2 separate regions of the Hordeum vulgare genome follow, and region 1 is linked to region 2. Evidence: chromatin contacts called from public Hi-C data. All regions are on one chromosome and are shown on one strand. The core of a region is the stretch at or near the end of the contact, and the rest is flanking DNA. Distances in the headings are between cores, read along the strand shown.

The links. A called contact is a pair of places that touch in the nucleus more often than the background predicts.
Region 1: a Hi-C map of seedling shows a contact between it and region 2, with 6 times the contacts expected there. The contact joins the promoter of LOC123395364 here to the promoter of LOC123394924 in region 2. A contact is called at or near these places in 4 of 6 Hi-C or Micro-C datasets (leaf and seedling) and 1 of 1 datasets of contacts at active chromatin or transcription factors (embryo).

What each region holds. Positions count from the first base shown.
Region 1 is chr5H:395,721,888-395,725,911 of MorexV3_pseudomolecules_assembly, reverse strand. It overlaps LOC123395364, which reads right to left and starts at 2,313. Exons shown (of 1, transcript XM_045090354.1): 1 at 1,527-2,313. The coding sequence starts at 2,272. The coding sequence ends at 1,757. TRNAD-GUC (a tRNA gene) reads right to left here and starts at 3,625; the gene lies at 3,554-3,625.
Region 2 is chr5H:395,523,707-395,527,546 of MorexV3_pseudomolecules_assembly, reverse strand. It overlaps LOC123394924 (delta(8)-fatty-acid desaturase 2), which reads right to left and starts at 2,041. Exons shown (of 1, transcript XM_045089810.1): 1 at 47-2,041. The coding sequence starts at 1,869. The coding sequence ends at 460.

The sequences.
Region 1 (4,024 bases), core at 1,064-3,563, 200 kb before region 2:
TTATATGCCGTCTATAAGCTGGAGGCTAAGAGGTGTGGAATGTTCCCAGCAGGCCAGCACCCCTTGCATGCTACTCATGAAGTTTCAGTTCATGGAACAAGGAAATCCCCGGTAACCAATTAGCTCATCTTAAGCACCTTATCCATATCCACAATCCAAATATCAGCTCATCTTAAGCACCTAATGTCCATATCCACGATCCACATATCAGCACTGCTGCTATGTGGAAGGTGAGTGACTCTGTGAGACTGTGACAGACACATACATTCATTTCAGGTAAGAACATATTTGATCTTGTCCAAATTTTATTGCTTTTTTATTATCAACAAAATAAGAAACACATTATAAGCACGGTATGAAGAATATCCAGTGTTTTGTATGACCAGATGAATTAATACTACGCAAATGTTAGAAGAAGCCACTGGATCTGACATGGCATCAAATAAGAAACACATTATAAGCACGGTATGAAGGATATTCGCGATTAAACATTCTTCTGCAGGGTGCTTACAGAGGGACATTATAGCCATATCATCATGTACCCAAGTAAGAAGCATAGGTGCTTCGGTAGTTGTATTTTCTATTAGTTAGGTAGTTATACACACAAATACTCCCTCCATCTCATAATATAAGAATGTTTTTCAACCTGCTTTAGCTTCAAAAACGTTCTTATATTATGAGACGGAGGGAGTATCTGTTAAACGCTAGTGCGCACCAGTGTCGATGCTACAATAATAACTTAGCATCTGTCCTGGATGGCAAGAAAAGATGGGCATCATTTGTTAAGCACCTCTCCAAACATCTGCATCACAGATGCTTTAAGCACTTGAGATCACATAAATGAATCGCTCATTCCCACTTAATGCGAGTTGGTCACCAGTAATCAGGTCAAGGACTTAACTTGGAAGTTGGAACACTGAAGCAAATGGATGTAGAGCTCATAAACCTCATAAACAGGACTAGATGGACATATGATTATATTTCAAATATATTAACAATTGCAAATAGTGGTAGTTTTGTGAATCTCTGACCCAATCAAAATTTATATATCGATGTTTGAGAAACAGGCTAATCCTACCAGGAAGCGTGATGGTCAATCAAAAGCGCCAGTTGCAAAACACACACACACACACACACAATCTATGTTGCACAGGTTGTTAGATGACTTAGCTGAAATCATTTATCATTACTTGAACCATTAAGTTCATCTTGTTGTAGAGAAGACGATTGAGCATGAAAGCTACCTGCAGGGCTGCAAAGTTATAGGCACAACAATGAAATGAAATGACTCAGTGACTTATCTTCCAGCATGTTATACAATGAAAAATCCTTCAAGCTATTTAACTATTTACTCAGCTATATGTATGTACTCGTACACCCTTTCCCCTGCACACTAACCACACTCTAACCTGCTAGTGAACTTAGCACGTTTCCCCTTAGGACAGCCAATAATGTCAGTTGCATTCACAGCTTATCACCAACTTCTTTGAACAATCGAACAGGAAAACAGCAACAATCATCAGCGGTGCACTAAATCGAATACCATTGATGCTAAGTAGCTTGCCACAAGAGACTAACATACTGTCATTCGACCTTAAATTCAAACACTACATTAGTAATGATCTTACAATCAAACACTACATCTGAGATAAATCCAGTCTTGCCTTCCTCATAGGGAGATTCACTACATTACAGGTTAAACGAACAACAAAGTACGAGGGAAATAACATCAGGCTAAAGGAAAAGCTCACAAAGCTCACGCGAAATCTTCCATCAAGATGGCCTTCTCCACCATCTCCTCCTCTTCCTCCTCCTCCTTCCGCCGCTCTCCTTCTCTGGTTCCCTTGCCGCAACGCTTCTCCTGCCCCAGCTCTTCTCCGACCACAACGACCCTATCTTCCTCATCTCCGCGCCTGACGACTACCACCTCGTCGCTGCCTCCTCCGCCACCGCCGCCGACGACCACGACCTCGTCGGCGCCGCCCTCGCTGCCGCCCACTGCGCCAGAAAGGGCGTCAGGGACGGCCCCGCATGTGGGTCCCGCGTCCTCCACGCAGCCTCCACGAGGCGCAAGGGGGGCATCTCCCCCGTCCTCGTCCTCGTCGTCGGAGAGGGAGAGGCGGGAGGAGACGGCCAACGCCGCAAGGGAGAAAGCCTCGGCGATGGACTCCGGCGGGAGCGCGCAGTCCTCCAGGCCCGCATCCTCCAGCCGCGGCGGCCGGATGGGGTCACCGGCGGCGATGTGCCTGCCTAGGCTGCCTTCCTCGGCCATTTTTGGTGCACGGCACGTGCGCTGGCTAGCTAGTCTGAACGTGGGCTTCCAGTATGCTCTCTCTGCGCGTAAAGCATATGCGGGTCACTATGGTGGGCCGTAATTTTTTTTAGCTCTCGCGTAAATAGCATGTTTTTATGGGACCTCCTATGTGGCGCTTCAGGCGCCACTAGGGGAACGGGCGCCTGCAGCGCCCCTCTTCGTGGGCCAGCCCATGTAAAGTGCGTTGGTTATTAAAAAACCGAAAAAAGTTCACAGAATTTTCAAAAAGCTCAGATTTGCGGGAAAAAAAAATCAATGATTTGGAAAACAAGTTCACCGATTTTTTTAAATATGTTCATCATTTTTAAAAAAGTTCATAGAATTCGAAAAAAATATCATCGATTTTGAAAAATATTTCACTGATTTTGAAAAAAGTTCATGGATTTTAAATTATGTTCATCGATCTTAAAAAAAACCAAAGATTTAAAAACAAATCGTCGATTTTCAAAAAAGTTCACCGATTTTTTAAAAAAATCACGGAAGCTAAAAATGTTCATGAAGAGTTTCTAGATGGGACGGCCTATTGTGGAGCGCTGCAGGCGCCAGTTAGCACATTTTGCGTGTAACCGGCGCCTATGGCGCTAAATAGGGTTTGCCTGTTTTTATTACGTCCAGCCCTCTTGTGGGCCAGATTGTCTGTCACGTATTGAGCTGGCCCATGCGGAAGAGGGCTCCAGTTATAGTTTTTCAATAATTGCCCCACATCTTGAAAAGGAAAAGAAGAGTGCTCAAAAAAAGGGTGAAAAGAAGAGTGTGTGAGGGGAAACAAAGAGAGACAAAAAATAAAGGAAAAACACATGCCGCTTAAAAATAAACTACTCCCTCTGTGTCAGTTTCCGCGGGTACGCAGTGGCGCATACGTGCACCTGCAGGCAAGTCGGCGCCCATCTCTACGATCCTGACAGACAGTAAGTTGGCATGGAGGTGGAGCGTGTTCCACGGCCACGGTGCGATGAAATTAGGCCGTAGTGCTCGACGCACCGTGCGACGTCAGGTTCGCCGTTCACGAGTGGCCACGAAGCTGAGAAGCAGATGGCACGATTGATCATTTTGGCGTCGTGCACAGGCGGTCGATATCGCGATGCGGAGATGGCCAGATCAAAGAGTCGCCGGGGATGCTTTTCTTCAGACAGAGGCATCAGGCATGTGCCATGCAGCATCCGCGAGAACAATACTAAACTAAATAAAAATAAAATGAAGGAGCACGCACGACGACACGATTCAGTGACAGAAAAAAATCGCCGTTGCCGGGGATCGAACCCGGGTCACCCGCGTGACAGGCGGGAATACTTACCACTATACTACAACGACTTTGATGAACAAATTTGTTATTATATGTATTAGTTTCTTACATTTATCTTGGCCCGCCAGCACACGGTGGCACACAGTCGGGAACACATCGACATCGATCGGCGTTGCCCCAGACAACGTGTGCCCCTCAAGCATCACCGATTTGTATGTACATGTTCGGTGCTGATTGCGGTCAAATCAAACTAACAGTCATTGGTTCACCATGTGATGATCTTTGCACCCGTGCACAGCTACATGCATCGTGCTGCCTGCCTGCGTGCCCAGCCACGACTTTTGTGCACACATTTCATCCATGTCTACAGCTGGTTTAAACAGTAGTCCAACATAATTTATTATTTGAAAAGGACACAAGCTTTACCATATTCATGAATTAAGGAAGAGGTTGTAAATCCTACAAGC
Region 2 (3,840 bases), core at 792-3,291:
GTGAATGGAAAATATGTATCAAACCATGAAGGGCATACACACGCAGTAGACAAAATGGCTAAACGTTTATTATTGGAATCGTCATGTTTCCCAAAACGCAGTTCAAGCTGGCCATAGCAGCAGGATATACATGCTACCAACCATCAATTGAGTTTACAGTTTCATGAACTTGCAAGCAAAATGAAATGGGTGTAAAGATAAGCCACGGATCTATGATATAAATCAAGTACCATTGATAATAGTTACCGTGATAGGGAGAACCCAATAATCTAAATATGGTGTACAAGTACACAACTGAAGCATGAACCCACGATTGAACTGCAAAGATAGTCACTTGGTAACACGAAAAATCCAACACGACTCCAACAGCTAAATAGATCAATCTCTCTATGCAATCGAGAAGCAATCAGATAATTGCTCGACCCTAGCAATTGTGTCATACTCCAGTCCTGATCCCAGTCATCCATGGGTGTTCAAAGCTTCCCAGACCAGATTCTTGGGCGCAGATCCAGTAGTGGCGTCCCTGGCCTGCAATGCTGCAGCCCTTAGCGTCTTCCATGTCATTACATTTGCCTCCCAGAATGTGGCAGCACCATAAGACAGCCCGTGCTTCTTGCAAAGGTCGCGCACAATCGGCGCGACCATCCTATAGTGGCACCGAGGCAGGCGGGGAAACAAATGGTGTTCAACCTGGAACTGCAGACCACCATGGAACCAATCCATCCACGGGGAGCACTTGATATCAAGTGTGCCCGCGGTTTGCCTCTCAAACCAGTCGTTCCCCTTTGGTGGCCCGACATAAACTGCTGATGAGAAGTGGTTGAGGCAGAACTGCACATGCTGAATCCCCGTGATCACAAAGCTTGCAAGCACAAAAGCCACCCTCTCCCACCAATTCGGCAGGCAAGACACCAGCAAGGGGTACCAAACCCAGAACGCGGCCACACCGGCGATCTCCAGCCAACGCTGCCGCACCTTCTTTTGTGTGATGAGGAACACGATTGACTGCACTAGAAGATTTATCCTTGCAAATCCCATCACCGGGTAAAATGTCCAGTGCTGGTAGCTGACGAAGAACTTGGATATGGCATCGAACGCCAAGGTGCGCTCGTAGCAGACTGACCAAAGGTTGTTGAAGAGCTTGGTGGAAACCGCGAAGAGCGGCAAGTGCTGGAGGTCCGGGTCATGGTCGAGGCTGTTGCAGGAGATGTGGTGTGTGTTGTGGTTGAACTTCCACCAGGCGATGCCGAGGCCGGTGAGGCAGTTCCCGGAGACCACCTGCAGGAGGCGGTTGAGCGCGGGGTGACTGGTGATCTGGTGGTGGCCGGAGTCATGGCCAATCCAGCCCGACTGGATCCAGATGAAGCCAATGAGGCCGCCGGCGAACATGTGGGCCCCGGTGCTGGAACAGGCGAGGACGCAGTAGAGGGCGACGCAGAAGAGCACCGACATTGCGACGAGCAGGAACTTGGGGGTGTGGCCGACGCGCTCGAAGAGGCCCGCGGATGAGAGCTGCGCGAGGAGGCGGCGGAAGTCGGCGGAGGCGGGGGGGACGGTGTAGTCGGAGAGGCGGCCGACGAAGAAGCGGCGGAGGAGCGGGCGCACGGAGGGCGGGTGGTAGGCCATGAAGGCGTCGGTGGCGTCCTGGCCGGCGAGGGTGATGAGCGGGACCTCGCCGCCCGGGTGGTAGCGCAGCCACGGCGTGACGTCGTAGACGTCCCCGGAGATGGAGATCCAGAGGTCGTCCGCGGCGGCGTGCGCCTGCAGCTCCTTGGTGGAGATCATGCGCACGTCGGCGGCGTCCTTGGTGGCGGCCGGCATTGCGTCGGCGTCCGGCGCCGTAGCGTCCGCGAGGCCCGTGCGGGCCATCGGTGGCGTGGATTTAGCTGGAGCGCGAGGAGGGGGTGGTCAGGAGGGAGGGAGGGGGAGGGGGGAAGAGGAGATCGGATCTTAAAACAGGAACGGGGGTTTGTTAGGGAGGGTCCGGTGGGGAAGGGAAGCTCCTTTCTTTTAGTAGACGGCTAGACGCGCTTCTCCCCACGCCCTGGATGTGCTGTTACGTTTTCTGTTTTCTAATACGCCCTCTTCACTCCACGGTAAGGATTATCTCAAGATGGCTCAGGGGAAAATATGTGATGCACCGGAGGTTGTGATGCTATCGGTGCATCAAATTCAAGTTGCGCTTTTAGAAGGTTTAAAAAAAATCTGAAAAAAGAAATTATCACTTTCACACAACATCCATGTATGTTCTCATAAAAATTTCAAGTCAAAACTCGAAACATAAATCAAAAAACAAAAATGACAAATTCAAAACTGAACAGTATATAACATAACTTATGCTTTAGATTTGACGCATTATTACATTGATGTCAAATTTGTCATTTCTGTATCTTAAAAAATATATTGAATTTTGATATGATTTTTTGTGACATCCTACATCGATGTTGTGCTAACGTGCTAATTATTTTTCAGATTTTTCGAGATGTTATATAGCATCCGGTGCATCGATAGCACCACAAGTACGGGTGCACCAGATACATTCCCGTTGGCTCATCGACGTCCTCCTTTGCCACGGATCCGGATCCACCTAGTCCACCTCCAACGCCGATCCTAAAAAATAAAACACTGCATCCGATCAACAAATTGGGGGAAGTCAGACCGCGAATGCTAATGCGGGAAATAGCCATTCAAAACTAGTCGCATATATCCAGTTGTATTTTGTTTGAAATTTAATGAAATTGAATAAATTTGATGCATATTTAAACTACTCAACCATATTCATTTCTACTTGGATAATTTTACATAAAATCGGATAGTTTTTGACATATTTAAACTAGACCGGACTCTAACTCTAGCCTAAGATGATCGTTGACGTCCTTTCCTCGTGTCCGATCGGCCATGAGCCCCATAAAATGAAGCTTTGCCTTCGCAGCCTGCTTGTTGCTAATCCGCCGACGATGATCAGCTCGCCAAGCTTGGCTTCAACGACACGGGAGGAGTCGTGGACTTCGTGGGACCCCGAGCACCAACAACCTTGCATGCTCTACTCTTCCTCGCTATCGACGGCGCCTGCTGACATGACGACATCGTCGTCGTGCCGGCGAGGCGCCGAGGAGCTGGCGACGTCTTTGTCCTCGTCATCCTTGTTGTAGACTTCATCTTCCGCTTCGTCGAGCTCCTTGAAGGCTAGCTGTGCCTAACGGACACGGTACCGCGAGTGGTAGTGGCAGGATTCACAAAACGGTGTGGAAGTACGGAAGCAACACCTCGTTCTCGCCCACGTACACACCCTCGCGATGGTCGGGTTGGCGGCGAGTTGCTCCTCTGCGCGTCGGTGCTTGTCACGAAGGCGGACGTTGTACTCCTGTTCGGCCTATGCCCGTAGGAATGCAAGCCGCCAGTCTTCCAACACCATCTCGGTGTAGTGAGTACGAGCCTTGATACATCTCGACCTATCTATATTTTTTATTGTTTTCTTATCACTTCCACATACTTTTGGCAACAATTATCAGCCTCTCTCGTGTAATGATAGGCAAATAAACCCCCATCTTGAAAATAACCTCATTACCTTGGAAGATACTAACCGTTCTTTTGCTCCAGGAGGAGTACGAGCACACACAATAGATGTTTATTTGAGTGAGTAGAGGTGTCACATGTAAATTTACTTGGAACAACGGGGCAATACCACATGTAGGTAGGTATAGTGGGCTCATTTGGAACAACTTGGATTTAAGGATTTTGGATGCACAAGCAGTATTATCGCCTAGTACAGGTGAAGGCTAGCAATTAGATTGAGAAGCGACCAGATAGAGAGCGAAAATGGTCATAATCATGCATTGA